Regions from separate parts of the Mus musculus genome. Here regions 1 and 2 are each linked to region 3. The links are chromatin contacts, called in public Hi-C and HiChIP or PLAC-seq maps. All regions are on one chromosome and are shown on one strand. Each heading gives the region's core, a stretch centred on a gene start, on an enhancer-like site or on the middle of the called end of the contact. The rest is flanking DNA. Distances are from core to core; before and after follow the strand shown. Region 1 overlaps Gm46645 (a long non-coding RNA gene). Region 2 has its middle 15 kb from the start of Gm31594. Region 3 holds the start of Tle4 (transducin-like enhancer of split 4).

The links. Hi-C and Micro-C count contacts between places; a contact is called where the count stands out from the background. HiChIP or PLAC-seq counts read pairs in DNA pulled down with a chosen protein or histone mark.
Region 1: a contact with region 3 is called in a Hi-C map of the N1E-115 cell line, with 10 times the contacts expected there. The contact joins the enhancer-like site here to the promoter of Tle4 in region 3. A contact is called at or near these places in 1 of 484 Hi-C or Micro-C datasets (the N1E-115 cell line) and 4 of 115 datasets of contacts at active chromatin or transcription factors (astrocytes, embryonic forebrain, forebrain and 1 more).
Region 2: an H3K4me3 HiChIP or PLAC-seq map of neural tube shows a contact between it and region 3, with 6 times the contacts expected there. The contact joins the enhancer-like site here to the promoter of Tle4 in region 3. A contact is called at or near these places in 7 of 115 datasets of contacts at active chromatin or transcription factors (acute myeloid leukemia, embryonic basal ganglia, embryonic forebrain and 4 more).

What each region holds. Positions count from the first base shown.
Region 1 is chr19:15,324,749-15,328,350 of GRCm38.p6, forward strand. The region is part of intron 3 of Gm46645 (a long non-coding RNA gene); the gene reads right to left. Among named protein-coding and RNA genes, the nearest start is that of Gm46645, 14 kb to the right of the region's middle. Within about 2 kb of position 1,818, at least 1 of the 459 cell types and tissues checked has an H3K27ac peak or open chromatin away from gene starts, as enhancers often do. A contact at or near this core is called in the N1E-115 cell line, where this site is marked.
Region 2 is chr19:15,582,187-15,586,272 of GRCm38.p6, forward strand. No RefSeq gene overlaps it. Among named protein-coding and RNA genes, the nearest start is that of Gm31594, 15 kb to the right of the region's middle. Within about 2 kb of position 2,090, at least 7 of the 459 cell types and tissues checked have an H3K27ac peak or open chromatin away from gene starts, as enhancers often do. A contact at or near this core is called in neural tube, where this site is marked.
Region 3 is chr19:14,596,310-14,599,921 of GRCm38.p6, forward strand. Tle4 (transducin-like enhancer of split 4) reads right to left here and starts at 1,874. Exons shown (of 20, transcript NM_011600.3): 1 at 1,059-1,874; 2 at 448-545. The coding sequence starts at 1,103.

The sequences.
Region 1 (3,602 bases), core at 568-3,067, 730 kb after region 3:
TCTGGTGGCATCCCAAGGCAACATGGCAAGAAATGGGAACAGGCACTGTGTCTGTGTCCATGCCTGGTTTCTATCCCTGTTACAGAGTCACCAGAATTGAATCACAGCTCTCCATGCCAATGGCCTTATCTAAACCTAATTATTTTCCGAGGACTGCAACTCTAAACACTGGTTGGATTCAGTTTTCAGATTTTTGATATCATTAACATAATAATTTGGAAATGAGTTTGGGTTGCTAATGAGCAATGGAAGCCTTATAGGATTACTAAAAGTCTAAATTATGTTAATTAGTCAAGGAAAAACTCAGCACTTATTAAGTATTTGCTTATACTTATTCTGATTATCACTACTGTAACTCCTAAGACATTCATTCACAGGACCTGCTGGTCCCCATCCCTACTCAACTAGGCTGCTGGCTACCAACAGTAACAACAGCATGATATCTGCAGAATCGGCATGCAAAGGGGTGCACTAAAACAAAATAAACAGATTTACACACCATCAGAAACATCTCCACTCCTTTACTGTGTTCATTCAAGTCTGTGTGGGCACATATATAATGACAAGTACCAGAACTGTGGGAGGTTCTAGACCTGTAAGAGGACTGTTTGATTCTTTGTAAATAGACATGGGACTGGGTTGGGGATAGGGATTTTGATGTGCCTCGTAATCCTCTCAACTGCTGATGCATAAATGCATAAACTCACACCGAGTCATAATACATTTGAGAGGCTCTGGTAATTGTCTAAGAAGGGAAATAAATAGGCTTGGGAATAAATCTGGTTTTTAAATAATTTAGTTACATAAGCTTTTAATGGATTATATTTTTATAAGGACTAATACTTGTAAAATTTTTGCTTTTAGCAAATTATGCATCATTTGAACACACAGGCTGATGCTTAATAAGAATTAGAATTATATTTTGCTTGTTATATAAGTAAGTATCTTGTTACATGCCTGTTTAATGCTTGCAAAGCATTCCAAACAATCTCTTTAGAATAAGAGTCTAATTACACATTTATCATTAAAATTACAGTGAGCTAATTGCCTTGGAGATATCTTTATCTCTCTTGCAGCTTGCTTAATCCTAATGCATGTTTTCAATAATCATTTGTTATTTAATTAACTAATTAACAAACAATACCTGTCCTATGGAAAATCCTAAATTAAACACTTGAGATGCTTTAATTGAATGCTCAATAACCCAATACAGCCCTTAATATTAGACCTTTAAATATTGCAAAGATTCTATTGAATCACACATTACTTTGCTCCTGTTATCTTTGGGGCTTAATTGGTAGGGGAGGAAAGGGCACTTGATAATACACAAGGGATATCCAGCACAGCAAGGTTCTGATGAAACAGAAAATACCCATTAATAGCTGTTGAGGGAAAGCAGGCCAGCCATACAGCCAGCAACAGAAGCAGGCCATTCATTTAGAGTATCAATGTCTTTGTTCCCTAGAATTAAGAAGCATAGTTTGGATGATAATCAGAAACAGGGCCCCAAATTAGCAGTCTGTGACAAAAAGCAGACATCTATGATGTCCTGGTCCCCACCCCACACTGTACTCAGTATGGCTCTGAGCATATCTGGTGCATGGTATTTCCTCCTGTGGCATACAACCATTTGATGACAGACTCAGATATTCCTTTGTATCGTGATGTCTCATGTTTACTTTTCTTGAGTTCATCCCTTCCAGTTTAGCATGGGAAGTGCTGCTGAGGATACCCAACAGTACAGTTCTAATTACTAGCATCCTCCTGATGCCCCCTACACTTCCTGATCATTTCCTCTCACCTCCTTGATGTTTGCAGCTTTCAGTATCATCTTTCCTTCCTACCAACATCCTCGCATCGCTGGCCTTCTGTACCTGTGCCTCTCAATCTACAAATGTTATGGTTTTACCTGGTTACAGTCATCTACTTTGATCATTATTTGTCACTTTTTCTCAATGTCCCATGAACTCTTCAAGGGTACATCCTTCAAAGAATTATCTTCTGTTGAAATCTGTACTGAAACCTAAAGCCATCCTTTTCTCTGTCACCCCTATCTCCTCTATTTTACAAATATACAATAATTATAATTACATGCCCATCTTCTACCTTAAACTATAGAAATCAGAATTAAATACTTCGAAGAACAGACTGAAGTTTAGTAAATACAGTTTCAAATTCCTGCTTTACCATACACAAGCATTTGAACTTATACTTAAATATTTAATTTCTTCTTTCGTCAATTTCCACATCAGTAAAATGGGAAGAGTAATTGCATTTCATTCATAAGTTTATTCTGAGACTTGTGTTATATACCATATATACAGTACAAATAAACAGTGTCTCAGTCTCACATATGGAAAATTCCAAAGTCATTGCAAGTTTATTTTAATATCATTACATATCTTTATTATTGCATATGTTTTTGTGTCTAATACAGTTTATGACTGATGTGAAAATTTCTTCCGTAAGGGAAACATGAACATATCTACCACTTCCTCCTAAGTTCCTAACAATACCCTGATGTACACGCCCACCAAAATACACTCTAGGAAACCAAGGAGTTCATCAGGCTCCCTTCAGTGTAACGGGTGAGTGGTTATGGGCAGGAGTGTGGGCAACTTTAGATCAGCCACACAGGAAGGTCTTCACTCAGCATGGATTATGATTCTTCTGTTGAAACTTAAATGGAACCCCTCCCCCTAGTTGATCTCACACCCACCCTCTAACTCTTCTCTGAAAGCCTCTGAAAGTCAGAATTTCATACAACTGGATGGGAGGAGTGTTTGACTACTTGGGTTGAGGGTTTTAAGACCTTCCCACCCACTCTCCCGAGAAGGAAGACCAACAGTCAGCAAGCCCAGCTATGGTGATACTCTGCAATGATTATGCCTATTCTGATAAAGGTGGTGGCAGTTTTGCCTAGTGCATTGTTCCATACGTTAATGGCACAGTGTGTATGTGTGGGTTTAGTTAATGTTGCTATAAATTTATTTTCTGAATTATTATAGAAATCAATCACTGAAGTTATGTATTAAAACAGGAGATAAAACTTCGGCAGGAGTACAGAACTTTTTTACATATTTAAAATTACACCCTGTAGAGGAATGGAATCAGAGCACATGATGGGAGGTACATGATTAGAGAGCAAAGCAATATGATAGAAAGGTCAATTTAACATTGTAATTTTCTAATGATCATATGTAAAATTTAATGAGTTTCCTTTTATTTTATGCATTTAGGAGATAATAATAACGTTCGTAAGGGTGCTATAGTGTTTTAGGGCAGGATTATATGACAACAGATAAAGTGTCTATGAATTTTTGGCTCTGTTAAAAGTTTCATTTATGTGGTTGGTCAATATTCTGTGACGTATAGCATGCATTCATTTACCATCATATTGTTAAATGCCTAGTCTTTTAAGTTATCTCCATGGTGTCAGTGAATGACACTTGAATTATTCGCATTATTTGTGGACCAGGAGTCCTTGAGAGAAGTCTAAGCTGTGTGGCTTCGTCAGGCAAGTACAAGAAATGGCACACATGACTTTAGGCCTGTCTTCTTTGCAAACCATTCTCAGTGTTTTCACGTTTAGATGCTGATGC
Region 2 (4,086 bases), core at 840-3,339, 990 kb after region 3:
TCCCCACTTCTAACCCCACTCTTTACTACGGTCAGGTCCTTCAGAAGTCCTTTTTCCTACTCTATCCTTCTTTGTAATCTACTTTACCCTGGGTCTCCTCTCTAGCATTAGTTCATATGCCTTCTCTAGGAGCTTATCCGATTTCCAACTGGCAGTAGGAGTCCAGCCTTCTTTCACTTTACGACCAAGATTATCTGATGGCTGATACGAAATGTTGGCTTAAGAAATATCTATTGAGTGGATCAACAGATGTCACAGATAAGTTTTAGCTGGTCACTAATTCAATACAATTTAATACTTAATATTTTAATTTCATTATGCATTTTAAAGGGGCATTGGCCTTTCAGGATGACTAAATCATGTTAGACCCATATCAATAAAGAAACTGGATTTGAAAAGCCTGCAAAAGAGAAGCCCATGTGAAACCTAATGCGTGCCTTCACACGAATGAAGGACTGTCAGTGGAGGTGAGAGAGGCTATTTGTGCAGAGTTCTAGTCAAGGCTAGGATGATGGTGCCTCTAAAATTAAAGCTGCTTCTCTAAGCTGGGTTCCTCCATGAATTCCCTCTACAGAGCAGTAGGGATGGTTGTCCAATAACATAGTGCACTCTAACTTGGGACCTCACTGCCCTTTCTGCATGACAGTTTTTCAACATGAGCTCATTGTCGCTACTCTTTATGATCTTAAACTCTGAATGGTTATCAATTTCTTTTCCAGAGAGGAACACTGAGACAATAGATTTGAAAAAAAAAAAAAACAATAAAACAACAACAAATAACCAGAAAGTTCCCAGTGCCAGCTCTTCTACAGATTATCAGTGAAAATGCACCTTCTAAGCAGACATTTATCCAACCAGTCAGTGTTGAGCACCTGAAACTACCCAAATACCTAGTGATGATACATAGTCCATAAAAGGGATGCAGTTGCTGCCCAGTACAGGCAGTGATCTGCACACATATAAATAAAACTACCTCCTTAGAAAGTGCTAGGCAGAAAAATCACAGAACACAGAAGAAAGCTGAGGTTCAGAGACGGCTAAGACCCAGGGCAAGCTATTTAACCCCTCTATCTATCCTCAGCGATCGCTGTTAAATGGAGCAGAAAATTCTTGCCACACAATGACTTTGAAGAATATAGAGTTGGTAGCAGGGTTACTTTCTGTCTTTGTAACTTTGAAGAAGGTCATCTGACCTCTGTAACCGTCAGTTTCTTCACTCCCCCCCCACCCCCAGACTGGTAAGCACACTACTATCTTTGCCACTGTGCTGTGGGGCCATGTTGTAACTGGCAACCATGTAGAAAACACCCCGAGTATTTAGAAAGAAAGACTTCACGTTCATTATAGGTCATATCTACTCATTTAAAACCCCAGGCAGTTTGAAGAGACAGACAGACAGACAGATGACAGACAGACAGACAGACAGACAGACAGACAGACAGACAGGGACAGAGAATGTTTTTGTTTATTCCATCCTGTTTGGAGTTCCGACAAGTCCTGGGCTATGTACGAACCCATGATAGGATCAAAGTGTCCTTCTCTCTTTCATAGTCACCTCCTTTTTCTCTTGAGAAACTGGTGGTTACAAAAGACATTTAAGAAGATACCAGACTCTCTCTGTCTCGGCCCAAGCAGTCACCAAAATGGAAATCACAACGGTGGCTCGCCAGGGATCCAGAGAGGACCGGCTCAATATGAATGCAAATAATCCACGTTTCAAGCAGGATTATGGATATAAATGAAAGACGAAAAGCACATCAGGGTACCAATTTGTCACACATTTTCACACAAAAGCTCAGCCCTGTCTCTCTCCTCCTTTTGGCTCACCCTGCTTCCCACTGCACTTTGTAGATGAATGTGTGTAATACTGAGAAAGATAAAGAAGGACAGCGAGACAGACAAGCAGGCAGGCAGGCAGGCAGACAGACAACCTGATGAGCTGGTCATCATCTTGTATTTGTCCCTTAGCATTCTCGGGGTTGACCTGAACTTCTGGGTTCAGATGACTTCCGCCGGAGCTTGACTGTCACCACAGTGAGTGGAGACACAGAGCACCCAGCAACAGTCTGGCTGAAGCAATCCCCCTGCCCAGGTTTCGTGTTATCTCCCATTTGTCCTGATCACTAATGCAGCTCCCATGCTATCTCCCACTAGGTCAGTGCAATGAAAGCCAATGCCATTTTCTTGATGGCTTATGCAGAATTGCAGTAATTTGAAGCAAGCCTCTCTGGTCCAGACTTGCTCTGTCTCCATGGCCCACCCTGCCACCTCTTTCCCTTGCTGCCCTCGCCTTCCCAGCCTCTCCCTCCCCCAGCCCCTGTCTCCGTCTGTCCTCTTTTCAAACTGAATATATTGGGGCCCTGGCGGGCTGCCATTCTAACTGCACATTAGAAATGGTAGGGTTTTCCTCTATCTGATTCTATAAAATGAGTTCACCAGAAGGTGCAGACCCAGCACATTCGTGGTTTTTCCTATAAATTACTTTAACACTGTGTCCAATCATATATATAATTTCAGATTTTCAATTTCAACTCACTGCTGTGTCAGCACAGACTCCACTGATATGTCTAACATATTTAGCTTAAAATGAAACGGATGGCATTTCATTACCAGGAAGATAATATTTTTGAATATGTTTCCTGCATGGTGGGATCCATCATTATTCTGCCACTTTATGTTCAGTGTGTGTAATAGCTTTTTAATGCTTTAGCGTATTTTATTTATACGTGTAATATTTTTCTAACACCATAGGACAGTTTAACTCATCGGACACATTAAGAAATCTTAATTGAATACTTTTAAATATTAGCAAAGGGGGAGAGACTGAACAAATTGACAATGTTTTTGTTTAAGAGTTCATAAAGAATAACAAAAGTAACACAAAATTTATTAAGCCTTCTGTTTCTTTAATCTATCCTCCCCACCTCTTCTAGGTAGCTTCCACTCAATAGTTTCCTCGTGTGTGTGTGTGTGTGTGTGTGTGTGTAATTTATAAATATGTATGTGTGTATATGTATATATACCTTAGAGAGAAAATAAAAAGATAAAAGAAAAATTCTCTGGTCCCCCGAGACTTAGAAGCTGTCAGAGTGAAAGCAAGGAACACAAGAAATACTGAGCAAGCCACAGTGTTCTTGACGAGGGCACTCTGATTGGCTGACGCTTCAAACAGGGCTGAACTCTTTAATACCAGGTCCCCTGCTCTTTGACCAAAGTCACGGAATGTTTAAAAGGAGACTTTCCGCCAAAGCTGTCATTGCAAAGGAAATGCAAAGAATGTGATTCACCTTAAAAACTTGCTGGTAGCCAACTTTTGCAGGCATTTCAAATTAACAGAGAAGTTCCGGAGAAAGCACTTCGCTGTTCAGGTTCTTTTTGTCACTGTGCTCCTGACTCCTAGGGAAAGGCCTGGAGCGCACTTCCAACTGCGAGGCACAGCAGCTCCGTGCCTCCTGGCGAAGCACCCAGCCTGAAGCATCTGGTCTGGGGTCACCCAGCAGGAAAGCTTGTGCAAGCTGACTTTGCCTCTGAGCTGAAGCTCGGGTTTCCTATATTTAACACGCAGCCCTTATCTCTAACTGCTGCCCTCCTGGGAAGGCGGAAACAGACATGAATTCTAATTCCAGGCCACTTCTTAGCACCAAGGGACCCCTGAGCAAGTTGCTACGGTCCTCGGAGCACTGAGCATTTATCTGTAAAACTGAGATAATAGCTCTTGCTTCCCAGGTTGCTGCAAGAATAAGACATCATCTCTCCTGTAGGTCCCCAGTCCAACCTACCCAACCCAACCCTCCCAACCTACACTCACAGTACGGATACACAACTGGTATTGTTGCAATTAACAAAGTCCACGGTGTTATTCAACCTAGATGTTCTCTTTTGCCTCCTCCAAATACCCCCCAACTAAAGCTGAAGACTGGAGAACAGATGCTGATGAAAATACCTCTCTTCAGGAATGTTGCCATGGTCACTAAATGCCATTTACTCAAACAAAGCTCATTTAACGGTAAAAATGCTTCCAATTTAGTCTGGGCATATTTTCCTAAGTTTTTCGGCTAACTGGCTCAGTTTTTATGATCTACCTCA
Region 3 (3,612 bases), core at 624-3,123:
TTTTTATTATTATTATTTGTTTTTTTTTTAATAAAAGTAATGAAATGGCTCACTGCTTAACTCCCTGGCTCTTAAATTATGCCATGATGGTAGAAGGAAGAAATGCAGCCCAGAGTAATAAAGAAGCAAGAAGTCAAAGGGCCCCAGAATCTTCCCAACCTTCCAGCCTCCTGACCCAATAAATCAATATCGAAAGTTTGGCCTCAGCGTTTTCCAAGTCTCCCCAGTTTCGATTGTTCTGCTTCCTTTTCTGTTTACCGGAGAAGAAAATGCTTAATTTCTTTACACCTGCCTAAAGGAAAAAGAGGCCCTGACTTGCCTTTTCTGCCCACAGGGGGGAAATGGTAATACCTTTGTGGGGGGGTGGGGGAGGAGGGGGGTAGTGTTGGAAGGGGGTAAGACAAGAGCTAAGCAAACAGAAGGATCAGCTAAAGTCAATATCGTTACCTGTGGTATTGAGCCTGTAAAAACTGAAACTCTTCCTTAATCCGATCACAGGATTCTGAAATTGTAAATTTGAAGGGTTGAGCAGGCTGATGCGGTGCCTAAAGAACAACAATAAAATATTTAATTAGCCCACATCGCAGGTGGGGGGTGGACAGCCCGCGGTCCGAGACGTGGGGGGGTTGGTCGCGCCGCTCCCGCCTCTCGCTCGCCTGCTGGGGTCCCGGTGCCTCCGGGCGGCCTCCCTCGGCTCAGCTTCTCAGCCTGGCTTCCGCCTCCCCCCGTCACCCCCCAAACCCCCGAGCCCCCGGCCCGGCTCTCCCATCCCTCCCTACCCGGAATCGAAAGTGGCCCGTCGGAGGCAGCCGCGCCATGGCGTCGAGCGGCCGTCAGCTAGCAGAGCGAGTCCGGCCTGTGGCCGCCGGCGCCCTCCACCCCGCAGACTCGCGCCGCCCGGCTCGCCCCCCTCGGGAGAGCCGCGCGGGCGGAGAGCGGCGGCGCGCTGCTTCCCGGGGCTTCAGAGACAACAATAAGAAAATGGCTACAAGTCGGTCGCCTCCCGCACCCTCGGAGCGGCCGGCCGCGGACAGGGCTGCGGGCGCGGCGCCACTCACCGGGTGGCGCGTCTGCGGGTACATCTTGCTCAGGTCGCGAATCATCCACGCCGCTTTAGTTGGCTGCGCCAGGCAGAGGCGCGCGGCTCATCCGCTTCGAGGGCCCCGCGGCGGCGTCCCGGGCCTGCGGGTCTCGCGTGACGCGGGCGGCAGGCAGGCGCGGCGGCTGGGCGCGGGCGGCCGGCTCCGCATTCCCCGCGGGCGTCACTGAGGGCGGCGGGCACCGTCCGTCCTGCGCCCGCCGAGCCCCGCGCCCGCCGAGCGCCGCCCGCCTGCTCGCGCCCCACTCCAAACTTTTTTTATTTGTCTTTTAATTGGCTGCTATTCCTCGGAATGAATGGTCGCTTCTTCCCTGAGAGCGAGCGCAAACTCCTTTGGTTCGGAAGAGGTCTCGCGGCGCTTGGGGGTTCTCTGGAGATTTTTTTTCACTTCACAGCAACGATCTTTTAAAAGGCACCTTTTAGCTTCTTTTACCACATTTCATTTCCTTTTCTTCCTTCCTGTTTTTTTAGCCCCAAATTGAAGGGGATTATAAAAATAAAAGAGCGAAACGCTTGCGGCTTTTTAAAATTCTCTTTCAAACTCTGCGAACACCACCTCAAAATAATACACGAGTGTGTAAGAGGGGGAAGAAGGCAGCCAACAGCCGAACGCCCGCTCGGAACAGCTCTAACAACGCGCTCTGTGTAGGTGACTTCTTTGACCAAATTTAGCAGCAGCTAATCATTAACATTCTGATACATATTCACGACCATCCGCGGAGGGCCCAAGGAGCATCCCGGGAGATGTAGTCCTCGCGCGGCTACTGTGGCCAAGGATGCCTCCAGATTGACTACAGTCTCCGGCTAGCCCCGCGCGCTCTCCGCGGCGCTCTCCAGGAGCCCCGCCCTCCCGCGGCGCGAGGGCGCCGCATCAACCAATCGGAGATGGCTGAACATTAATCGCGGTTCTGTGTTACTGCCCATCATTTCACCGCTGACAAATGGCAAGCCAGGAGGGCGGGGCCGGGCAGGCTAGGCCCACGTGGGGACAGGGCGTGGCGTGGAGCTCCGACCAATAACTGCAAAGAATTGGTGCTGGCGGAGGCGGGGCGCAGCGGCCCGCCCGGGGCGGAGCCTCGCCCTGGCCGCTGTTCCCTAGTGCGAGCGTTCGAACCGCGGAAACATTTGTTCAGCTGTCAATCAAAGTAACGTGGGGTGGCGAGCCGCGGCGGCTGCTGTCGCTGCTGCACTGGCTGCATCTTTAGAAGCAGGTTTCGGCGGCGATGGCGGTGAGACTGCAGGCCGGTCCGAAGACGCCCTCCGAGGCTCATCTCCCGTTCGACGCGGAGCCCAGGCCTGGCGACCGCGCGGGGGTGCGCACTAATTAGGGCCCGATGTCTCCGTAAAGAGACAAGCTCGGCCTTGTGCAACGCGCCGAAACCCCTGTTGAGACAAGAGAGGGAGGATCGCGCTGATCCCACTCCGTGCGGTTCACATCCATTTTACGCGCTGCTGGAGCCGGCATAATTTTCCGCGTGAGCGCGGACGCCGTCGGCCCGGTTTAGAGCCGCAGCCGGGAGGCGTGCACTGGGCCGGTCCCAGAGCTTCCCGGCCGGCAGACTCTTGACATTCCCTTTCTTTAGAGGCACCAGTCAACTTACTCCGGGGTTGAAAGAGGGTCCGAGTGTGGACCGTCGGGCCTTGGGCTTGTGATGGCCTACGGAAGAGGGTCAGAACCCGGGAGTGGCAGCCCGCCCGAGGCAGTTTTGAGACTTGGCGGGTGTTGGGAGCCTTAAGGCTGAGCTAAGGAACCTCTGACCCCTGGGCAATCAAAAGAATTCGGAAAAAGTCAAGCAGGATTGTAGCCAAGGCTGCTGTGTTTGGGACATTCATTTCTGAGTCCCACCTTAACTCGAAGTGCAGGCTAATACGGTGCTGTTGGTTCAACAAATGTGGGAAAAACGTTTTTCCTAATGATAGCGCTTTCCACGACAGAGGAACCGGTAGCTTAATGCCCAATTCAAGGCGTTCTGTGGGCCTCACTAGTACTGGCCACTGAGGACACCGAGGCAAAGAAAGACTGCAGTAGTCTTGCTAAAAATCCAGAACTGAGGCTCATACAATGCCTCCGTTCTGTAAATTTAATTTCCAAAATAAGAGGATGGAGGACTTGCCTCTGTCTCATACCCAATTATTAAAATGCGGCCAATCCAGAATAAAGGGGATTCACATAAAGAGGATTTTGAACACGTGAGGGTTTTTTTTTTTAAGCTCAACAATAATTGCATATTAGGACTGCATTTTTAAAGCTATCAGTTAAGCAAAATGGCTTTATTTTGCCTGTTTGAAAAAAACTTGCTTCTTAGAAATTTTGAAAAATTTTATACATTTATTTAGTGTGGGGGGGGCGGGGGGATTTGAGTCTGTGCGTGTGTGTGTGTTTGTGTGTTCACAAGCCCTGGAGATCAAGTGACAAGTGCATGTACCTGTTGAGCTATCTTGCTGGCTCCAAGTTATTTCCTGAAGCTCGCAGATGTACAGCAGTGTTCTGAATCGTTCTCAGAAGGCTTGAG